Regions from separate parts of the Mus musculus genome. Here regions 1 and 2 are each linked to region 3. Evidence: chromatin contacts called from public Hi-C and promoter capture Hi-C data. All regions are on one chromosome and are shown on one strand. The core of a region is the stretch at or near the end of the contact, and the rest is flanking DNA. Distances in the headings are between cores, read along the strand shown. Region 1 holds the start of Trak1 (trafficking protein, kinesin binding 1). Region 2 holds the start of Higd1a (HIG1 domain family, member 1A). Region 3 holds the start of Oxsr1 (oxidative-stress responsive 1).

What was found. Promoter capture Hi-C pulls out the DNA fragments that hold promoters and counts their contacts. A called contact is a pair of places that touch in the nucleus more often than the background predicts.
Region 1: a contact with region 3 is called in a promoter capture Hi-C map of liver, with 2.6 times the contacts expected there. The contact joins the promoter of Trak1 here to the promoter of Oxsr1 in region 3. A contact is called at or near these places in 2 of 39 promoter capture datasets (the C10 cell line and liver) and 1 of 115 datasets of contacts at active chromatin or transcription factors (astrocytes).
Region 2: a Hi-C map of CD4 T cells shows a contact between it and region 3, with 7 times the contacts expected there. The contact joins the promoter of Higd1a here to the promoter of Oxsr1 in region 3. A contact is called at or near these places in 2 of 39 promoter capture datasets (liver and pre-B cells), 1 of 484 Hi-C or Micro-C datasets (CD4 T cells) and 1 of 9 other capture datasets (adipose tissue).

What each region holds. Positions count from the first base shown.
Region 1 is chr9:121,365,044-121,369,844 of GRCm38.p6, forward strand. Trak1 (trafficking protein, kinesin binding 1) reads left to right here and starts at 1,915. Exons shown (of 16, transcript NM_175114.3): 1 at 1,915-2,148. The coding sequence starts at 2,061.
Region 2 is chr9:121,854,759-121,859,698 of GRCm38.p6, forward strand. Higd1a (HIG1 domain family, member 1A) reads right to left here and starts at 3,038. Exons shown (of 4, transcript NM_019814.5): 1 at 2,754-3,038. It overlaps Gm47112 (predicted gene, 47112), which reads left to right and starts at 2,989. Exons shown (of 1, transcript NR_168944.1): 1 at 2,989-4,450.
Region 3 is chr9:119,320,603-119,325,175 of GRCm38.p6, forward strand. Oxsr1 (oxidative-stress responsive 1) reads right to left here and starts at 1,825. Exons shown (of 18, transcript NM_133985.2): 1 at 1,403-1,825. The coding sequence starts at 1,472.

The DNA of each region.
Region 1 (4,801 bases), core at 665-3,164, 2.0 Mb after region 3:
CACACATCAGGAGACTGCTGCACACATCAGGACACTGCTGCACACATCAGGACACTGTGCTGCACACATCAGGACACTGTGCTGCACACATCAGGACACTGTGCTGCACACATCAGGAGACTGCTGCACACATCAGGACACTTTGCTGCACACATCAGGAGACTGCTGCACACATCAGGAGACTGCTGCACACATCAGGACACTGCTGCACACATCAGGACACTGTGCTGCACACATCAGGACACTGCTGCACACATCAGGAGACTGCTGCACACATCAGGACACTGTGCTGCACACATCAGGACACTGCTGCACACATCAGGACACTTTGCTGCACACATCAGGACACTTTGCCTGTGCACAATGGCTTCTAGCAGCTTCTTTTTGTTCTGGGTTACCCGTAGAGTTACACACAGGATACCCTGTGTATTAAGAGTTGCCTGACTGCTGAGGGGCACAGAAACAGCTGTAGTTCCTTGGTGTGCCAGTGTGCTTCGTCCCTGCCTGGGCCTGTACACCTGTCTCTCCTGCTCCCTCTAGTGTAGCCCCTTTGCTGCCCTCCCTGCCCTGTGCCCCTGATTCCCTCCCCTGTGCCCCTGATCCCTCGCCCTTGTCTATATTACTTGAGGGCATGGTGTCAAACACCCACATATGACACAATCCATCTTTCTTCTCAGTGCAGGAACATGTTGGGAACTCCTTCTTGGGAGAATCCCAGTGGGCCCTGCAGGCCCATGTTCTTGTCTCTGCAGGACAGCTCAGTTCACTCCAGTTCCTGCAAGAGCTGATGCTTGACTGTGGAGGGGGGAATGGCTTCACTCCATTCAGATTCTGGAGGTTCCTTCTTACAGTGACCTCTAAAAATCTCTAATAGGACCCCTAGGCCTCTCAGGCCCATCTCCTTTATATGTCCCCTCTGGGCACATCTCCTTTATATGTCCCCTCTGGGCACATGGGCCTCCTTGTGGGGACTCCTTTTGAGTCCTTGAATATAGTGGCAAGTGTCTTCTGGCTCTGAGCCCTGAGTGAGAGGGAATGGTGTCTGCTTTTGAGCTGAATTGGAGCATCATCCTTGTCAGAGTCCTGAGTAGGGAGGCATCATCCAGGAAGCTAAGCTGACTGGGGAGACAGAGGACTATGAAGAAGTTGGCTGCACACGGATGCAGGACGAGCAGGGCACACAGAGGGTGTTAAGCATCATCCGCTCCATATGGAGGGGACGAGATGAGGTGAGGCCAGAACACTCCAAACACGGAGCTGGGATCCCAGCCCTGATTCTGCCAGTGAAATCTTGGGAACCTCAGCCTGTTCAACCAGTTTCCTTTCTCAAATCGTGACAACCAAGGGCGAGGGAATGGCAGTGTAGAGTTTGGAGCGTCGTCCAGTCCCATGGGATGCAGAATCCCAGGCTTTTGGTTAGGATGCCCCAGGGGACACCAGAGAGACACGTTCATGTCCATGATGCCCAGCAGCCACAGATACAGCTTTGCCAACTCAGGCAAAGAGCTGGGTATTCAACCCCTGTAATCCCTCCCCGCCAAAGAAAGTCCTATCAGGAGGTCAGTGCAACAAAGACATAAAATGCAAACGCGTTCTCCGGAGACCTTGAATATGCCCGGGAGCTCTTTGTGGATTCTGAGGGCTCTGCCAAGCTAAGCCCTGGGACGCCACCTGGCACTGTGCCTCCACCCTCACTTCCCAGGGAGTCCTGAGAAGAACAGTGGCTTTCTGTTCTACGCTACAGTTTAGGCAAAACTAGCTGCCCATCAGAAAGGCTTCTCTCCCTGCCTTCCCACCCCCACCCGCCCCACCCTAGAGAGGTGTCGTGTTGTGGGTGCGCCTTTTTTTTCTCTTTGGGGTGGTTTCATAAGATGAGGTGATAGGGCTCCTGGTTGCCGGAGTTACGTAATCCACTGTGCGTCCCGGGGCAGCGTGGGGATCTTCAGCTCTGCCCCAACAAGCAAGCTTGGGAAAACTGCTGAGGAAGGCTCAGAGCTGTGGCCAAGCTTGCATGGAGGACCGCTCTCTCTCCAAGTCCTCTTTGGAGTTTGTGTCTGCCCATGGCATTGGCAATTCAGCTCAGGCAGCCCTCCAGGGCCCAACCTCTGCCAGGACTCAGCCACACACTGGCTGGGACAGACTCATGTGGTGAGTGTTTTCATGGGAACGTCTGTCCGTCCGTCTGTCCGCTGTAAGTTTACTTTGTGGTGTGGCCAGAAGGGAGGGAAGAGCAGAGAGGGTCGTGCCTTCAACCTTGCTCTGAGCTGGGGGTCGGGTTGCTGGTTGGTTGAGGAATTACCGTGTTGAATGATGGGCAGCTGGGATGGAGGGGAGCTGGACGCTACTTACTCTCACATCTCCTGTACTGGGTTCAGGGGAGACCAGCAATAGCCAGGTGTAAGATGTAGGTCAGATTTTTGCTGGCCTTGGTAGAGTCTGCCTCTAAAACCCCTGTTTCCAAATCAGTACTATCTGCTGCCCCCTGTTCCTTCTCTCCTTCCTCTTCCTCCTCTTCCTCCTCCCCTTCTTCCGCTCTTCCTCCCCCCTCTTCTTCCTCTTTCCCCTCCTCCTCGTCCTCTTCTTTTTTCAGTACTGAGGACTATGCTTTCTAGATAAGTGAGCGACACCTGAGCCCACCCTCCCCATTTTTAAACCTTTTTATTTTGTGGTTTTTGCTCACTGCCTTGTTCAGGACGATCTTGAACTCGCTCTGTAGGTCAGGCAAGGCCTTGAATTTTCGATACCCCTGCCTCCGCCTCATTTAATCAGTCAGCGCCCAGACTGGTGTGTGGGTCAGCAAGGGATTTTCACATGTGAAGAGCAGAACTACTCAGCACCCCTCCCCCTCCCCCACATTCTTGTGTCTTCTTTGCCCAAAGCTTGGCCCTGTGATTGTGGTCCCCACACCCCTGACGAGAGCTTTATGTCGGCCTGCTCTGGCTTGTTGCTTGCTGTGGGCTTCTCAGTTCCTCTGAGTGGATCGGATTCAAGTCTGACGATGGGATGACCCATCTAGTTTCCTGTCTGTAGTCCAAAGCCTACTGAGTTCCACAGTGGCCTCTTCCTGTCCCCTACTAACAAATTCAGGCTTGTAGACTTTTAAGTCTTATTCCTAAGCTGATGACTCCAAACCTGCAGTCTTAACTGATGAAGGTGCACGGAGCCCCTGGATGTTCAGGACCAAGTTCTTGATGCGATATCTGTTAATTTCTGGGGTTTCTCAGTAATCTGGTCCTGCACAAAGCCCAGAGGTGAACATGGGTGTAAGTGAGCCCCTGTAAACCTTGGAAAACAAGCAAGGAATTCTCAGGGCATGGAGACTCCTGGCATCTGCCCTGCCCGAGGGAGACCATGCTTGGGTTGGGAGACAGCTCAGCCCAGCAAGTGCCTGCCACACAAGCACCAGGGCACGAGTTCCAGCCCTAGACCTGCATGTTGAAGCCAGGTGTGCTGGCGCATGGTTATTTTCTCAGCCCTAGGGAGGCAGACAGGAACACCCCTGGGCTTGCTGGCCCATATAGATAAATCGGTGAGCCCCAGGCCAATGAGAGGCCCTCTCTCAAACACAAGGATGGAGAGCAAATGAGAAAAGACACAGGCTGACTTCTGGCCATCATGGGAACATATACATACATGCATGTTTACAGAAATACACATACATGAACACATTAAAGCAAAACAACCAGAACTCCACACCCCTCTGCCCCCCCCCCCCCGCCTTCACCCCAAAGTCGCCACACGAGGAATCCGTCCCTTATCACAAACACTTAATCACCAAATGGGGCATCTTAGCCTCCTCAGGCTTAAATAAAACATGAGGCCCTTCTTGAACATTTCATTCATTTAGCTTAAAGTATGGTTTAGTAATTCTAGGAATGTATTTTTAATACTTCCCTTTGACAAGTTATAATCTAAGTGATATTTACTGGACCATGAAGGAAACAGGAAGGAGTGGACAGTGGGTTAGTGGGGCACAGTGAGAAGCTGCAGCTTAGACTAAATCTAGGGAATTGCTAGGATTTTCAAAGTCCTACATTAGGATCAGTTCCTGCTGGGGCTGGTGAGATGGCTCAGTGGGTAAGAGCACCCGACTGCTCTTCCGAAGGTCCAGAGTTCAAATCCCAGCAACCACATGGTGGTTCACAACCATCTGTAACAAGATCTGGCGCCCTCTTCTGGAGTGGCTGAAGACAGCTACAGTGTACTAACATATAATAAATAAATAAATCTTTAAAAAAAAAAAAAAAAAAAAAAGGATCAGTTCCTGCCCCTTCCCTCTGGATCTCTCTGGCCTAACAGTGGAGATCCTGCAGGTAGACGATTTTATATATATATTTTGCATTTGTCAGAGGACATGTGGGAGTCAGTTCTCTTCCCCTGTGTGGGTCCCAGGGATTGAACTCAGGCCGTCAGGCTTGGCCGCAGACACCTTTGTTCTCTGAGTGCCTCTAGCCGACCCGTAAATCAGAGTCTTGACCTATAACTGTGACTGTAGTTCCCAGGTGCTTGGTGTAGTTTTTATCTTCCTCCTGGTTTGTTTGTTTGCTTGTTTGCTTTCCTCAGAAGCAGGCTCTTAATGTAGTCGGTGGTGGCTCTCATTAGCACGTCTCTTGTTACAGCCTTCACCCACCCCAAGCCACTTTGGAGGCAAGCAAGCAAGCAATAAATTATAATGGAGGAGCATTTCATTGAGAGCCAGGCCTGGCCTTCAGCCCTGGCACCTGGTTCTCCCTACTCAGCAGGGGTGCACCCGGGAGCGAAGGAGGGGAGGTGCAGGGTACACCAGGCCACAGGAGCAAGA
Region 2 (4,940 bases), core at 1,788-4,287, 2.5 Mb after region 3:
CCTATGCCCATTTCCTTTTATTGTTCTTACACAGCATCTATGAAAATGAGAAAATATCCTGAGTGGGTCTTGATTCCTTGAAGTTACAAGTGACAAAAATTATCAGACTACAATCTACTTTAAAAACATCCCTTTGTGGTTGGGGAGGGTAATACACATCTTTAATCCCAGCACTCAAGAGGTAGAGGCAGATGGATCTCTGTGTTCCAGGACAGCCAGAGCTACATAATAGAGGGACTCTATCTCGAAAATATAAAACAAAACAAATCTCCCTTTGTGTTTATGCCTCCTGAACTCATCATGAGAGAGGCACCTCTATTGTGCTGGGGACACAGCTCAGTGACAGAGCACTTGCTAAGCTTGCTTGAGGTCACAGGTTAGATCCCCAGCATTGTCAACAAACACACCATAAATAAGGAAACAAACCATGGCTGGCATCTTTTCCCCATTTCCTAGGTGGTTATGTGTATTGTCCAGTGGGTTCATGGAGCAAAAGGGGGAGGGGGAGGGGGAGGGAGAGAGAACTATTTCTTTACTGTATATAAAAGAACAGAAGACACCCATCCCTTCCCTTCATCACGAGTATGTGATATAGATTATCAAGCTGGAATGGGTGGGGCATTTGACCTCACTTTCAGAATGTTGTTAATTTCATAATGCGGTTAAGAATTGGGGCGCATCATGTAGCCATTATTTCTTTTAGGGGACTAATGATAGCCAGAGTGGTGATATGTGCCTATAATTTCAGCCCTCAAGAGGGGAGAGGATCAGGAGTGCAAAGCTAGCCTAGGCTGCAAAGCAACACTCTGTCTCAAGACAACAACAAAAATAATGAAATCAAATTTACAAAAGACGCCCATCAGGCATGACAGGGCAGATGTCAGGCAAGAAGCTGAAGATGAGTCTGGAGCACAAAGAAAGCCACATGGATAGAACTGTAATTATATGACCCAGTGGATAAGGCATTTACTCCAATGCAAAGGTACGAATTTGTACCAATTATATATGCATTTGGCTACCAGAAAGGGCTACAAAAAGATGAGGAAACTGAAGAGTGTGCTGTGGTGGAAATTGCATGTAATGTCAGTATCAGACTACGGGAAGCAGGAGATCTCAAGTTTGAAGCTAGCCTGGGCTACACAGCAAAACCATGCTGGAAGAGGAGGAGGAAGAAGAAGAGAAGGAAGAGGTGGTAGTGGTGGTAGTATTTATGAAATATAGCCACTTAGGTGAAAAGGAAAGGACATGCTTTAAAACTCACGGTCAATAAGCTCAAATCATAACTTAAGTGTAAGAAATTAAGTAAGAGATGATGATCAATATCCTTATTTTACAGGTGGATAAATGAGTTTGAATTATATGACCATAATATAAGGGTCATGTGGATTGTTCCACACCAGGAATATATTTCTGGAAGGTAGGATTACAATCTGACTCCCCACATACAGTCCACAGTTTTGTTTGACAATTTATTTATTGTTAAATGAACATTTTTATGTTACAGGTGTAAATCTGAACTGAAAATATAAAAATTCATACTGTCTTTGAACTGTAAAAACTGTGTACATTACACCTATAGTTAAATGGGCTATTCTCTCTTCAGTTAAATTATCTAACAATTTCAATTCCAAGTTAAAAAGATTTTTTCCCACTAGATTTTTTTTTATTATCTCACTCACCCAATGACTGACCTATATCTGTCAGAAAGTAGAACATATTTTTATTTTTAAGTCAGCAATAACCAGATATTCAAACTTAGTTTGCTGAGCACATTATTCTGTAAGGCCAGGCATAACTACTGACACACTTTTCCAAAGGCATGGCAACCTAGAAGAGGTAAATAAGAAAATGGTTGGGCATCAGGTGATATAACAGCTGAAGACTCTTCCCAGCATGTCCCTTTGGTCCTAAGAACTATTACCTAAAATAGTAAATTTTAAATTCTGATTTTGCCTAAGTTACCTGTCAGCTTGTGCAAAATGGCTTCTCTGAGATTGTGATTCAAACGGCCAGGGGCACAACACTAGGATTTGTATCTTAAGAAGCCCTTTCAAGTTATACTGTGCAGAGAAGACCTTCTAGCACATTCCAGGAGCACCGAGAACCTTTTGAACCTGTCAAGAATTTGCATCCAAACTGTCAATTTGCAGGGGGCCTCAGTAGTCCGGGAAGCAGATTCCCGGGTAGGGATCACCCCCTCAAAGAGAGGACTGCTTTCCACCCCAGGAATAAACGAGGGAAGCAGAGAACAGAATCGAGTCACCCGGACGGCTGGCACACCTGAACCTTAGTCGTGCTTTTGTGATCTCTGCACCCCGTTCCCTTGTCAGGGGCATTCGCATTCCGCCACAGCCTTCCCTCCTCCATCCGGTGACACAGGGTCACGTAAGGTCTGCGCAAACCCCGGGTGGCGCCCGGGAAGGCCAGGCCGAGGTGCCCGAGCGCTGCGCCCTGCCTCACCTCCCACCTTCTTGTGACCTTGTCCAGACTCCTAGACCCGTGCGATCGCGCTCCCTCTCCCTCTCCTCCCACTGCTCCCGGGATCCCCGAAGCTGGCACCAGCCCGGTCCCCGTTTGCCATCGTTGCCTCCTCCGCGACTCTCGTTCCCTCGGCCACGATCCGCTCCAGAAGCTCCGGCCTCCTTCCTCCGGCTCCACATGCACTGGCCGACGGGGACCCCAAGTCCTCCGCCCACCCGAGGGACCCCCCGCCCCGCAGCCCTCGCCTCCCGCCCGGCTCCCGCTTCACTCACCGAGACGCGGGGTCCCTTCCAGTCCTGCCGGTTTCTGGCCGCCACCCGAGTGCGAGAACACCGGCTTCGCCTGCTGCGGCCACTGCTCGCCCCAGCCAATCAGAAGCCAGCAGCCGGCGAGGCCGGGCCAGAGACTCCCTTTACGTGCGAGGGGCGGTGGGCGTGGTCACTTGTAGCGCGGCGCCCATTGGCTGGGGGGCCGGCCCGGTTCGTGGCGGCGCGCGCTGTTCGTGTCAGACGTGAGGCCTGGGCGGCAGTGCTGGCGCGGTGCCGCCTGGCGGCCGCTGCCTCCCAACCCCAATTGCCTCGAGGTTCTCGCGACCGGTTCGCTGGGCTCCGCGAACGCCACGCACGCAGGCTAGACCGGCTTAGGTGAGCCGAGCGGCCCGCCCGAGCGGGAGCATGCGCCGTCGGGGCGCCTTTGGGTCCCTCCCCGGAGCTGGTGGTGGCCGGAGAGCAGTGACCTCACACATGCCTGGGGAGGAGTCTGATGGGGCAGGCAGCTTCCGGGGCGGGGCTTCGTGTGGGCTCCGGGGATGGCAGACACCGACAGCCCCACTATGGGACGTGTCTGTCCAAGACTCTCAGCGTAGCAGAACATGGCGGCCTCTGAGAGAGGTAGGCTACTGGTAGGTACTCAACTTTGAGTGACTTCAGGGAGAGGAACAATTGTCTCCTCACCCCGAATAGAGCACCAACCACGGACAAGAGAAAGGATTCCGTCTTGTCTACCCTGCCCACCCCTTGCCCCGCCAGAGGCAGCTCTGCAGAGGGCTTCTTCCCCCTTTGTGCACCGATTATATAAACTGGCAAGAGGAACCACAGTGAATCGGCTAACTTTCTAACTTCCCCATACCTCAATGTTTCTTTTCTTTGTAAACTAATTTTATTACATTTACTTGTGTGAACATTTGCTGAGGTCAGAGGACAACCTTCACCAGTCACCTCCTAATGTCTGGACCCTGGGGCTAGAACTCTGATTGTGGGATTTGGTGGCCTTTACCCAGTGAACCATCTTGTTGGGCCCTCAATACGTTTCTTGAATTTCCTGAAGGCTGGTGTAGTCTTATGAGCCACCTTCCAATAACTACATAACAGGTGTCATGACTGAATATTAAAATTTTGTATTACCATTTTATTTATTGTGGGGAGGGGCACATGTGCTATGGCAAATGTGTGGAGAGCAGAGGACAACATGAAGGGACCTGTTGTTTCCTTTGCCCACAGGTTCCAAGGATCAAACACAGGTTAAAAATTATTTGAGTTAAGTCATATGTAGGAAACATTCCATGTTATACATGATAAAACTCTATGCCTGTGGCTGGAGAGTTGTCCCAGTGATTTAAAGGCACTTGTTACTCTTCTTACAAGAGGATCCAGGTTCAGTTCCTGACACTCAACGTGAGGCTCCCAACCATCCCAACTCAGTGGAACTCAAACCCTCTTTTGACTGCTTCAGGCACCAGGCATGTATATATGATGCACATACATGTATACATGCAGGCAAGATACACATATTTTTAAAATAAAACTTTTATGGTGGTGCACACCTTTAATCCTAGTATTTAGGAGGGAGGCAGGTGGATCTCAGAGTTCAAGTCCTTCCTTGTCTACAGTACAAGTTCCAGGACAGCCAGGACTACACAGAGAAGCCCTGGTTCAAAGAACAAAAATGAAATAAAGCTTTCCATACCTTGGATATGTGGCAGCTTTGTGTCTTTGAAAGTATGTTCTTTGTATGGGTGTGCTAAACACAGCTTTGCTGAGCAGGAGTCAGTGGTGGTAAACGAAGAAAGACCTGACTAGAGAAAGCATGTTCCATAGGAGATCGGCAGTGCCCTGCTCTGAGTTTCTGCTGAGGCTGACTGAGCCTTGCCTGGAGTAACTGTTTTCTACACCAACACTTTGTTCAATTTCTAAAATCTCTTGCTAAGGCAGGATGCTTACCTGGGTAAGTAGATAACCACCAGATGTTGGACATACAGCTTATCACAAAGAACATTCAACTGTGCTGCACAGACCACAAGACATGGATGTATATACACCAATGAAAAAGCACCGTCTTATGAAGTCATCAGATTAAATCAGAACACTTGGACATACCAAAACCATATCAGAGAAACCAGGCCCACAAGCTTAGCAAACACACTAGACCAAAGAATGATGGAACTTCCTCACCTGAGTCAT
Region 3 (4,573 bases), core at 575-3,074:
AGGACTCAGGCGTCTTAGGAATCTAGTCAAAAGGTAAGTTCCGGATCAACTAAAGAGACTCATCAAAAAGCAAGGGAAAGCCGGGTGTGGTGGCGCACCGCACGCCTTTGATTCCAGCATTTGGGAGGCAGAGGCAGGCGGATTTCTGAGTTCAAGGCCAGCTTGGTCTACAAAGTGAGTTCCAGGACAGCCAGGGCTACACAGAGAAACCCTATCCTTCTCCTCCCCCTCCACCCCCCCCCCAAAAAAAGCTAAGAAACAAACAAAAAAAGAACGTGAAAAGCTAGCCTTTACACGAGCACATAAACCTACACAGAGCCACACAGAGACCTACAACGAAATTTGGTGGCTTTTTGTTTTTGCTCTCCTTAACACCGAGAAATAAACACTGGCACCTTTAAGGAAGCTCTGGGATTTTTGGCAGGTCTCTATTGTAAAGCTAATTTTAAGGTAGAATGCTATCAGTGTAGACAGACTTCTTCCAACAAACAGTGGTCTGCTGATTAAGCCTTTGTTTTGCTAAACCCATTTCCCTTCGATTTCTATGGCCACTGCATTACTGCTGGGCTACAAACTCTCCCTCATCCCTAGCCGCTTAACCTCCTCAAGCACGCTGCACCTCTGAGAGTAACAATCCATGCTTGCTGTCGACCAACTGGTATTCTCGGATCTTATTCAGGGCCACTTCACACATAATAGCCAGATTTATGGAGCGAGCCATGGTCCCTAGTTGAAGCCCTCCAAGGACAACTTGAAACTCCAAATCTTTACCATAGCTTTAAAGGTCCCTGAGACTAATGTGTGCCCTCTTTCTGGTCCCTCAACTTATCAAGCACTCTCTCTCTCCTCAGAGTCTAAGTATTTTCTTATTCCTCAATGGAGGGGGAAAGGCGATCTTCCTCCGACTCGCTTTGAGGGCTCAACTTTTCCTTGAAATCACGTAACTTGTTCAAACCACTCCTTATAACATCTTGCCCGGTTCCTTCCGGCCACCTACTGAGACCTGTTACCGCTTTTCCCATTCTTTCTATGTAGTTGACGTCTGCCTCCGGGATCTGAGAAGTCAGTTGTAAAGAGCTAGAGGCGGGTCTAACCTGCTCAGCACCGGTACCTGGAGCTGCCCTCAGCCTCACACCTGCGAAATAGTGCATCGTCGCGTGGATGCAGGGATGGACTCAAGTGCACAGACCCCACAATCCCAGAGCCACGCGGCTCTGCCCACGGACCCTAGTGCCCCCTGAGCCAGGCCTGCCGCCCATCCACATGGCTCTTCTGCACAGGACGCATCTGTCTCAGGTACGCTTCTCCCTCCGAAGGGAGCCCCACCCTAGGCGCACGGCTCGCACCAGTGCCCAGCAAGGCTCGGGCCCAGAACCCCGGCGCGTCGCCCCTCGGCTCTCACCTATCACCTCCTGCAGCTCGTAGTCGTCCCTGTTGATGGACCAGGGCAGGGCGCTCGAGTCCTCGGACATGACGGCTGCAGCGCCTGGCTCCGTGCTCCTCACGCTCCGGGCTCTCAGGTCACCTCGCCGCGCGCCTCCCCACGCCCAGCCGCCGCCCCCAACCCGCCGCTTGGCCCAGCCTTGGGGCGCACAACGCCGGGGCGCGCGGGTCAAGCGCGGCCCCGAGGCGGAGACGCGCGGCTGCGACCGACCTCGCCTCCCGCGGCTCCGCGTCCCGCAGTCCCCGGCCCAGCCCACGAGCCGGCCTTAACCTCCGCGGCACCGCGAAACAAGCTTCTACCCAGCCCTGCCCCTCCGTCCCGCCCTCCACCCGAACCCCAAGCACGGGCCAAACTTTCCCTTCTCCCTCCACCTGCCGACACGCAGCGCGCTGACGTCACCACGCCGGGGAAGCCTGGCCGCGGCTCGCCGCCCCCCGGCCGCCATCTTGAGTGTGGCCGGACAAGAGGCAAGCGAGAAGGAAGCCGGAAAGAGTGGAAGTCGATAGTTAGAGAGCAGAAGTGCTCGTGGAGGAGTTCACTGAGGGCGTCTGAAAGCCAAAACAGAGCAAACTGCCGCAGAACGAGGAGCCACACCAAGCATGGCGGCCACTGAGTGCTAAACCGAAGGAGCGGCGCTTCCTCTAGAAGCTGAGGGAGGGGCGTTGCCCTCTCTGCTTTGCATTCATTGGTTGGTTTGAGAAAGCATGAGAACGGCAACTGGAGCGTGTGGACATCAGTCATATGTTAGTCCCGCCTCCGGGAACTTGACTCCCAGTTCCTACCGAGCGCCAAAACCTTTCAGGACCGGGTTCGCTGAGGTGACGTCACGGCGTCACGGTCACACCCTCGAGACGTGCAAACCGCGCCCCGGGGTGTGGAGAAGCCCGAGGGAGCGGCCGGGTGGGGTGCGCGGACGAAGGCCAACTAGGATAAAAGGTCTTGCGGGCTCCCGAGTGGAGCCGGAAGCTCGGCCCGTGATGACATTTTTTTTTTTCCTAAGGCGGAAGTACTCAGCGCCGCCTCCAGGATCCGGGAGGAAGCGGTTTCTGTCTTTTCTCCGCTTCGGGTCTAAAGAAACAGCACCTGCCTGGGACCTAGGTTAGTTGTCTCTGCCCAGGCAGCGCCTTGACTGTTCAGTGGTTTCTGTCACGCGACTTAGGGGTCAGCTCTAGGCCCCCGGCCCTGGCTTTTGTCATCTTCACAAAAATAAGTTCCGTTTTCTTGGCCTTAGAAGATCGCGCTTTGGTGAAACAAAACATTAAAACATCAACCTGGACAGGGTCGCTGCGGACAAAGTGTTCAGCTGAGCAGCACTGCTGAGCTCTTCGGTGGGAAGGCCATGAGCGCGTCTGGTTGATAGGACTTATGGAACATCTCAAGAAGAGGTCCCATTTGGGCCAGACCTTACAGTGCTAAGGGGATCTCAGCAAACAGAAAATGGGAGGACAGAATATTCCAGACCCGGCAAAGGTGCAAGGTCTTGCTGTAGAAATGTGTTTCAGGGCTGGAGAAATGGCTCAGTGGTTGAGAGCACTGACTGCTCTTCCAGAGGTCCTGAGGTCAATTCCCAGCAACCACATGGTGGCTCACAACCATCTGAAATGGGATCCAATGCCCTCATTTGGTATGTCTAAATACAGCTACAGTGTACTCATATATATAAAATAAATAAAATCTTTAAAAAAAAAAATAAGGAAGGAAGGAAGGAAGAAATTTGTTGCAGCCACTACTTGTGACACATTTAGTGCGTGTGATAACTTTTTCTTGCTGGAAGAAGAATAAAAGTAACATCGAGAGGAAGTGGGGACAGATTGGAACTCTTCATGGTGTGTACCAATAGAAAACCAATAAGCCAAAAATAATCTGGAATTGTTGGGCTCTGTGGACCACGGATACACTTTACAATTTTCTTTCATTACCATGAAAATAAATTATATAACTTAGAATTTGGGACTGCCTTCTTTCCCCTTCCCCCAAGAAAAGGAACTACCAGTTTCATGGTGAAATTTCAAGATACTGGGTCTTAATTATTATTAGATAACATTATAGTGCATTCATTAATGTGTTCTTGCTTACCTCCTCATTCATGTACCTCAGTGGATTGGTAGAGCAGGAACCTTCTCTATAAATCTGGTCATTTTGTTTCCCCTGTCCCTGACTTTCTGTGGCCTAGTCGAGGTTAAAATACCATGATTTTAATGAGGAAGGAAGCCAGGAATTGGGTATTTGAGGCCATAAGCTCAAGCAAGATTCAGCCTTTAAAATATCTTGCATGTGAGCACTCTCACAACAGTGATCAGGGACTTAGTCCCCCCACCCCCCTTTTTTTTTTTTTTTTTTTTTTTTGCTGGAGTATGGAGTTTTTGTAGTAAGCAGTAGGGAGCATTTAAGTTAATAGTTAAGTAATTGGGCTGGAGAGATGGCTCAGCAGTTAAGAGCACTGGCACTTCCAGAGGTTCTGAGTTCAATTCCCAGCAACCACATGGTGGCTCACAACTGTCTGCAATGGGATCCAATGCCCTTCTCTGGTATGTCCGAAGAGAACTACAATGTACTCACATACATAAAATAAATAAAACTTAAAAAAAATAAGTACTTATAAATCATAAAGCACCATACAGGAAAGGCGCAGCTTGCATGTCTCAAGGGTGTGACCGTGACGCCGTGACATCACCTCAGCGAACCCGGAGCAAAGGGAGCCAGCTATGTAAAGTGTGCTTTAAATAGGAGGAGGATTTTTTGGTTTTTTTGTTGTTGTTGTTTTGTTTTGTTGAGTTTTTTGTTTGTTTTGTTTTGTTTTGTTGGTTTTTCGAGACAAGGTTTCTCTGTTAGCCCTGGCTACCCTGGAACTCACTTTGTAGACCAGGATGGACTCAAACTCAGAAATCTGCTTTTGAAACTATTAGTAAAATTATGGTTTTCTCCCACTTATGCCTGTGACTCCCTTGATAATCATTTAGAGGAAGAGAGGAAAGGAAATGTGGAATGGTTCTGGAACCCTGATCCTTATATTCAAATATTCCCCATATCCCACCCTGGTTTCTTGAGAGTATGGCATATTTTTCACAGGAAGAGAATCTGTTTTTCCCCACATTCTCAAGGCATTCTTGTGTTGGTTCAGTTCCCTTC